Regions from separate parts of the Mus musculus genome. Here region 2 is linked to region 1. A link is a contact called in public Hi-C data. All regions are on one chromosome and are shown on one strand. Each heading gives the region's core, a stretch centred on a gene start, on an enhancer-like site or on the middle of the called end of the contact. The rest is flanking DNA. Distances are from core to core; before and after follow the strand shown. Region 1 has its middle 4.6 kb from the start of Gm32740. Region 2 overlaps Gm26562 (a long non-coding RNA gene).

The links. A called contact is a pair of places that touch in the nucleus more often than the background predicts.
Region 2: a contact with region 1 is called in a Hi-C map of group 2 innate lymphoid cells, with 2.9 times the contacts expected there. The contact joins two enhancer-like sites. A contact is called at or near these places in 2 of 39 promoter capture datasets (embryonic stem cells and liver), 3 of 15 datasets of contacts at CTCF or cohesin (the G1E-ER4 cell line, the NIH/3T3 cell line and large pre-B cells), 9 of 484 Hi-C or Micro-C datasets (the G1E-ER4 cell line, Sertoli cells, bone marrow-derived macrophages and 3 more), 11 of 115 datasets of contacts at active chromatin or transcription factors (bone marrow-derived macrophages, double positive thymocytes, embryonic midbrain and 6 more) and 2 of 9 other capture datasets (embryonic tail and liver).

What each region holds. Positions count from the first base shown.
Region 1 is chr16:29,854,622-29,857,321 of GRCm38.p6, reverse strand. No RefSeq gene overlaps it. Among named protein-coding and RNA genes, the nearest start is that of Gm32740, 4.6 kb to the left of the region's middle. Within about 2 kb of position 1,386, at least 11 of the 459 cell types and tissues checked have an H3K27ac peak or open chromatin away from gene starts, as enhancers often do. A contact at or near this core is called in group 2 innate lymphoid cells and regulatory T cell precursor, where this site is marked.
Region 2 is chr16:30,186,891-30,189,590 of GRCm38.p6, reverse strand. The region is part of intron 2 of Gm26562 (a long non-coding RNA gene); the gene reads left to right. Among named protein-coding and RNA genes, the nearest start is that of 1700025H01Rik, 4.4 kb to the left of the region's middle. Within about 2 kb of position 1,445, at least 330 of the 459 cell types and tissues checked have an H3K27ac peak or open chromatin away from gene starts, as enhancers often do. A contact at or near this core is called in group 2 innate lymphoid cells and regulatory T cell precursor, where this site is marked.

The sequences.
Region 1 (2,700 bases), core at 137-2,636:
CCACCAGGCAGAAAGATCTGGTCCATCAGGGAAATGAGGCACACTTTCTCCAATAGCCAGCCAAAGGTGGCATTCTGTTTGTGTCACAGGGATGGCAGAATACCTACTATATGGTGAACATAGGTATGTATCCCTGTCTCAAGAAGGAAGTACTTAACTCCTCTATGGGGCTCAGTGTCCCCTTAAAGGGCTAGCTTCTAAATAATAACTTTTAATACATTGTGGTCCCATGTTCTGAATCTCCACTTGTGGCACCTGGACACCACCGATACACTGGCTCAGGGAGGGGAGGACTGGGCAAAGTCTGGGATGGGGAGTCTGCAGTCTTTGCCTCCCTTCCAGGCGTCAGACACTGCTGCACACCAGGCCTTAACTAGTCTCAGTTGTGATTTCCAATTGTTTTCTGCATGTATTCTAGTATTCTTGGCTGCATTTCTTCCTCTTCCTCCTCCTCCTCCTCAGATAGGGTCTCATGCAGCCCAAGTAGTTTTGAACTCCTTGTGTAGCTGAGGCTAGTCCCAGACTTGGAATCCTCTGGCCTCATCTTTAAAATGTAGCAGCTAAGGATGCATGCCCCCAGTGGTTGCTTTTTCATAGCACTGCACAATGCTTTCCACATTTCTTGAAGACTTCCTGTCTTCATCTATTCTTTCCTCTTGTTCCTTCTGTTTGGTGGAAACATTTTCCCAACCAAGTGAAGCTCAGGAGGGGTCTTGAATGGTGGCCAGGGAGTCTTCCGTCATCTGCACTCACAGCTTTGAAGATCACCCTTGAGTTTTCAAGACCCACCTTCAACCTCAATAGGCTTAAGACATCTCCCAGTAAATCTTTGTGCTTTTGCTCATTCTCCATGTGCGTCAGTACTCTTAGACATACAGCCTTTCTGTAGGTCTCATTCTAGTGAGACTAAAAGTCTTTTGAAGATAAGATTTGATCTTTCCTTTCCTGTGTTATGCACACAGTGCTCTCTCACGGAAGAGCAAAGTTTGTGCATCTGCTGCATCAAGCAATGACTCTAAACAAAGGAGGGACCTTTCCACAGATCGCCTTCTCCTTCTAGCTTCTTTTTAGGTCAAATAGACCTGCCACAAAAAGGAATGATCTTGGCTAGGAGTGGTAGTAAATGCCTTTAATCCCAGAACTCAGGAGGTAGAGATAGGTGGATCTGTTTGAGTTAGAGGCCAGCCTAGTCTACAGAGGGAGTTCCAGGCCAGCGAAGGCTACATAGTAAGACACTGTCTAAAGAAATTGAAATAAATAACTACGTAGATAAAAAAGGAATGATCTTTGGGGTCATAATAGAAAACCAGTCTTAAGCATAAACTGTTGGATCAAAAACCTAGTGTGTTTCCAATCACTTTCACCATGCAATGGCTCTCATGCTCTGCCCACATGGAAACTCACGCTGTGGTTGCTGAAAGTTGATTTCTGTGGCCACCGCTTACACATAACGAAGGATATCGCGTGTGGTTATTTTAGATCTAGGAAAGTCAACCTTGAAAGCTTCAAACCTATTCAGCCAATCTCTACTTAGGAAAAAAAAAAAAAAAAGAACAGATGGAGTTGTTTCTTCAAAGCATTTGATTATCGAGCACACATTTTACGGGACCTCAAGGGTCACTGAGGTTCCTGTCTTATCACTCGAGCTGCATTCCTGAACCTGTAAAAGAAATGAGCTGCTTAGCGTGTTCCTTTGTAGCTGGCCCCCACGCCTTTGGATCTACCTGTTTTCAGGATGCCTTTGGGCAGCCATAATGAAAGGATATTTTCCTATACGGTATGGAGGCTAGTCTCCTCACAACAGCTTGGCAAGGAGAAGAATAAAATCTATTTTACATCTCCTGAATGACTCTAATTGGGTTTTGAAGACCAAACAATTCCCTTCAGTACAGCTGGGGCTTTGGGTAGCCCCAAACCAATTAACTCAAATTATATAATTTCCCCCCACCCCCACCCCTGCTCCCTAAACTTGACTTGCCTAGTTAGCAGTGAGGGGAATTAGTTCAGATGCCTCTGCTGCCTGGCACAATGAGCGAACTCAGCTGTGGGCCAGCCAGAAGCATCTTGCCTGTGGAAAGGAATAAAGGCACACTCGAGTTGAGTGGCCGTGTCCTTGGTATGGCTCTCTCCTCCTTCTACAGTGTAATTCCAAATTTGGCATAAATATATTAATGGATTATGGGAGAGAGGAAAACATCCGAGCCTTTGAATGGGAGCAAGCAAGCTTGCTCTTGGAAATGTGCAAGGCTCATTACGGCACCTAGATTTGTGAGGTGGCGGCCAGAGCCATGGGAACTGTCTGAGGAGGACTCTTAGCAGGTGTGCGCCTGCACTCCAGTGGTTGTTTGAAGGCACAGGCGTGATATTGAGAGTAGATTTCCTCTTTCTTCTTGTGTGATTTGAGATTGAGATGAGAATAAGAGAAATGATAAAATCCTGTGACAATTCTAAGTATGGATCTATCTTCCATATTATACCATTATTTACTTGTTTTATGTATGTGAGTACACCATCACTGCCTTCAGACATACCAGAAGAGTGCATTGGATCCCATTACAGATGGTTGTGAGCCACCATGTGGTTGCTGGGAATTGAACTCAGGACCTCTGGAAGAATAGTCAGTGCTTTTAACCACTGAGCCATCTCTCCAGGCCTATCTTCCATATTAAAAGTACAATGATCTTAAAGTCAGAACAAGAG
Region 2 (2,700 bases), core at 196-2,695, 330 kb before region 1:
GGATTAAATGCACAAGTCACCACAACCTGGCTGAGCCTGGCATCTTTTGAGGCCAAGCCAAAGGCTTCTCCCTTGCCCTCAGACAGTTTAACCAGGAAGAGGAGTCAGGACTCGCTTAGGATCGGCTACCAGGGACTTGCATTTTGTGTTTCTGAGTCTCCACTGTGCCTCCCCTCCCCTCGAGAGCAAGGAGCTGAGTGTTTGTGGCTCCCTGGCACCAGAAGTAGGGTGTGCCCACTCAGCCTGGACTGGAGGGAGCTGAGGCGGCCAGTGCTTGCTCTACCATTCTCAGTGCCCGGAAGCCGGAGGGCAACAAGGACTGGCTGCCTTCCCAGAAAACACAGCTCACTGCCTGCCTGCTCTGCCCTTGAGCTCAGGCCCAGGGCGGTCCCGTGACAGGATCCCAGCTGGGGATGGTGGGCAGCGGACATTCCTCCTCCTGTGGCTTCCAAGAACCTCCCATCTAGGGTCTCCAGACCTCCAGGGCTGCTCCCCAGGACACACATTCCCAAGGCAGCATGTGGCTTCTTCATTCAGCCGGTTTCTGAACAGGACAAGGGTCACCTCCCCTCTTTGATGAGTGACTTACTCCAAAATGCCCTCTCTCCACCATGGGCAGGGATGAGGACAGGGGCTTGGAGACTTTCCAGGGGACAGCCTGAAGGCCTCTGTGGTTTCTTTGGACAGGGCTGGAGACAATCCCCACTCCCTATAGCCTGTGAACCAGGCTAAGCAGCTGGTGTATGGTAGAGTTATCTAGAGGCAACTTTTGGAACTCACTCTGCCCACAGTGAGCAGAAAGCCCCTGACTCCTGCTTTGGTGGTGTTAGGTGGGTTGTTGGAAGGGGAGGGGCTGGCTCTGAAGGGGCAGCAGTGATCAGTCAGCCAAAAAGCTTTTAATCAGGATATCCCCAGAGCACTCAGTTTCTAGTGATCAAGGTCAGAGGGCAAAGAGAGATCCAGGTCTGTTCTCAAGATGGTATGACGTCTGTGTGTGACCAGGTGGAAAAGCATGGGCCATGGGTATGAGACAGGTCTTGCTTGTGGTTAATTTTGAGAGTAGCACACTGATGCAAAGAAAACAGTTGCAGTTCGGCCTGAGACCGACTCAGTGTTCTCATCTGTAAAATGGGTCCTAAAAGTGTTCCACACTCAAATGGCACTGGATATGAATGGGCCTTTGGCACTGTGAGGTGGGGTGAGACTTGCTGGTGTGGCCATCTATCAGGCCTGGGAAGGAGCCCAGAGAAGGGCAGCAAGCCGGGGTCGCGCATCCTTCCTTTTCCACTAGGAGGAGCACTCGGCACTTGTTAAGATGCGTGTGCGTGGCAGGTCAGGAGGGCGGGAGGAGCGCCAGGTCCCCTCTGCGGGCTCCTGCCCTCCCCTCGAAGCTGGACCTTGTGTCTCCAGGGCCTGCTCTCCCTCCCGGGTGCTGGCAGGCTTTCAGAGGCCGGAGGAGGAGGAGGTTTGGCTGCCAGGAAGGGTGGGGCTGCCAGACACTGCAGAGCCACACTGTGACCCAGCCGTCCCGGAAACGCTCCCAACCTCGGCCCTCTGCGCGCACATCCGGCCGGGAGGGGTGCGGGCCAGGCTGTCAGGGGGACAGAGAGTGCGCGTGGGATGCCTCCGAGGTCAGGCTGCTAACGATCACCCAAACGAGAAAGAACAAGCTTTTTTTCTTCTTCTTTTTCTCTTTTAAAAATCTTATTCTGGGGCGAGAGGCTTTGTGTGTGACAGGCTTGGTGTTACAGAAGCAAGCCCTTAGCAGTGCGTTTCACTCCAGAGGCTTCCCCAGGCTCGCGCGTAAGTGTATATTTATTAATTAGAGAATGGTCATCCTGTGCCAAATTAGTTACCTACAGGAGCCCGTTTACAACTTGCTGCTTATTTTGTCCGTTTTATACACGAGAATGCAGAGGTGGCAAGGGTCACATGACCAAAGTCTCAGTTGTTGGATCTTGGATACAAACCTCGTATTTTTTTTTTTTTTTTAAAGCAGGACCTCAGGTTACTCATCTCTGCAAACTGCCAGCACCTGGTAGAGGACTCAGAACAAATGCGCAAAGCTGGAGCCCATGGGCACTTGGGCGTGTCTCTTTACCACTGTGGACAGATGAAATGACATAGAACAAGTGACAGCTTTAGCAATGGTTGTGCTATGGGGCCATGTGAACCTGGAGCTGAGGGTCTAGCTTTCTTCTTTTGATGCAGATTTTTCCTTTTTCCACAGACTATGTCAGGGCGAGGCTGTTTGGCATCCCAGGCAGACCCTCACTCTGGTGAGGCAGGAGATGTTTTGCGTGGGGCTGGAGGAGGCAGGGCTAAGAGTCCCTTCTGTGTCCCAGAAACTCCAGGCCTGGGGGAGGGGATGAGTGGAAAGACACCTGCTTCCTTCTATGATGTCACTGTGGGAGGCCCCTTCTCACCAAGTCCTGATGGAGGAGGTGACGTGGATATGGAAGCTCGGCCTGCCCAGAGCCCTGAGTCATAGGATCTGGCCCATGAACTTGAGAAGCATGGGCTCTTGTGTCATGGCTTCAGAGGCTGCCAGGGCTGGCTCAGCCTTCTGAAGCTAGGTGTGAGAAGGGATGGGGTACAGGCAGGCCTGAGAGTGGGTGTCCTAACTCCCAACATGGCACCTCACCTACAAGCCACCAATGTAGCTCATCTTTCTCTCCCATGCTCCACCCGGGGCCTTGC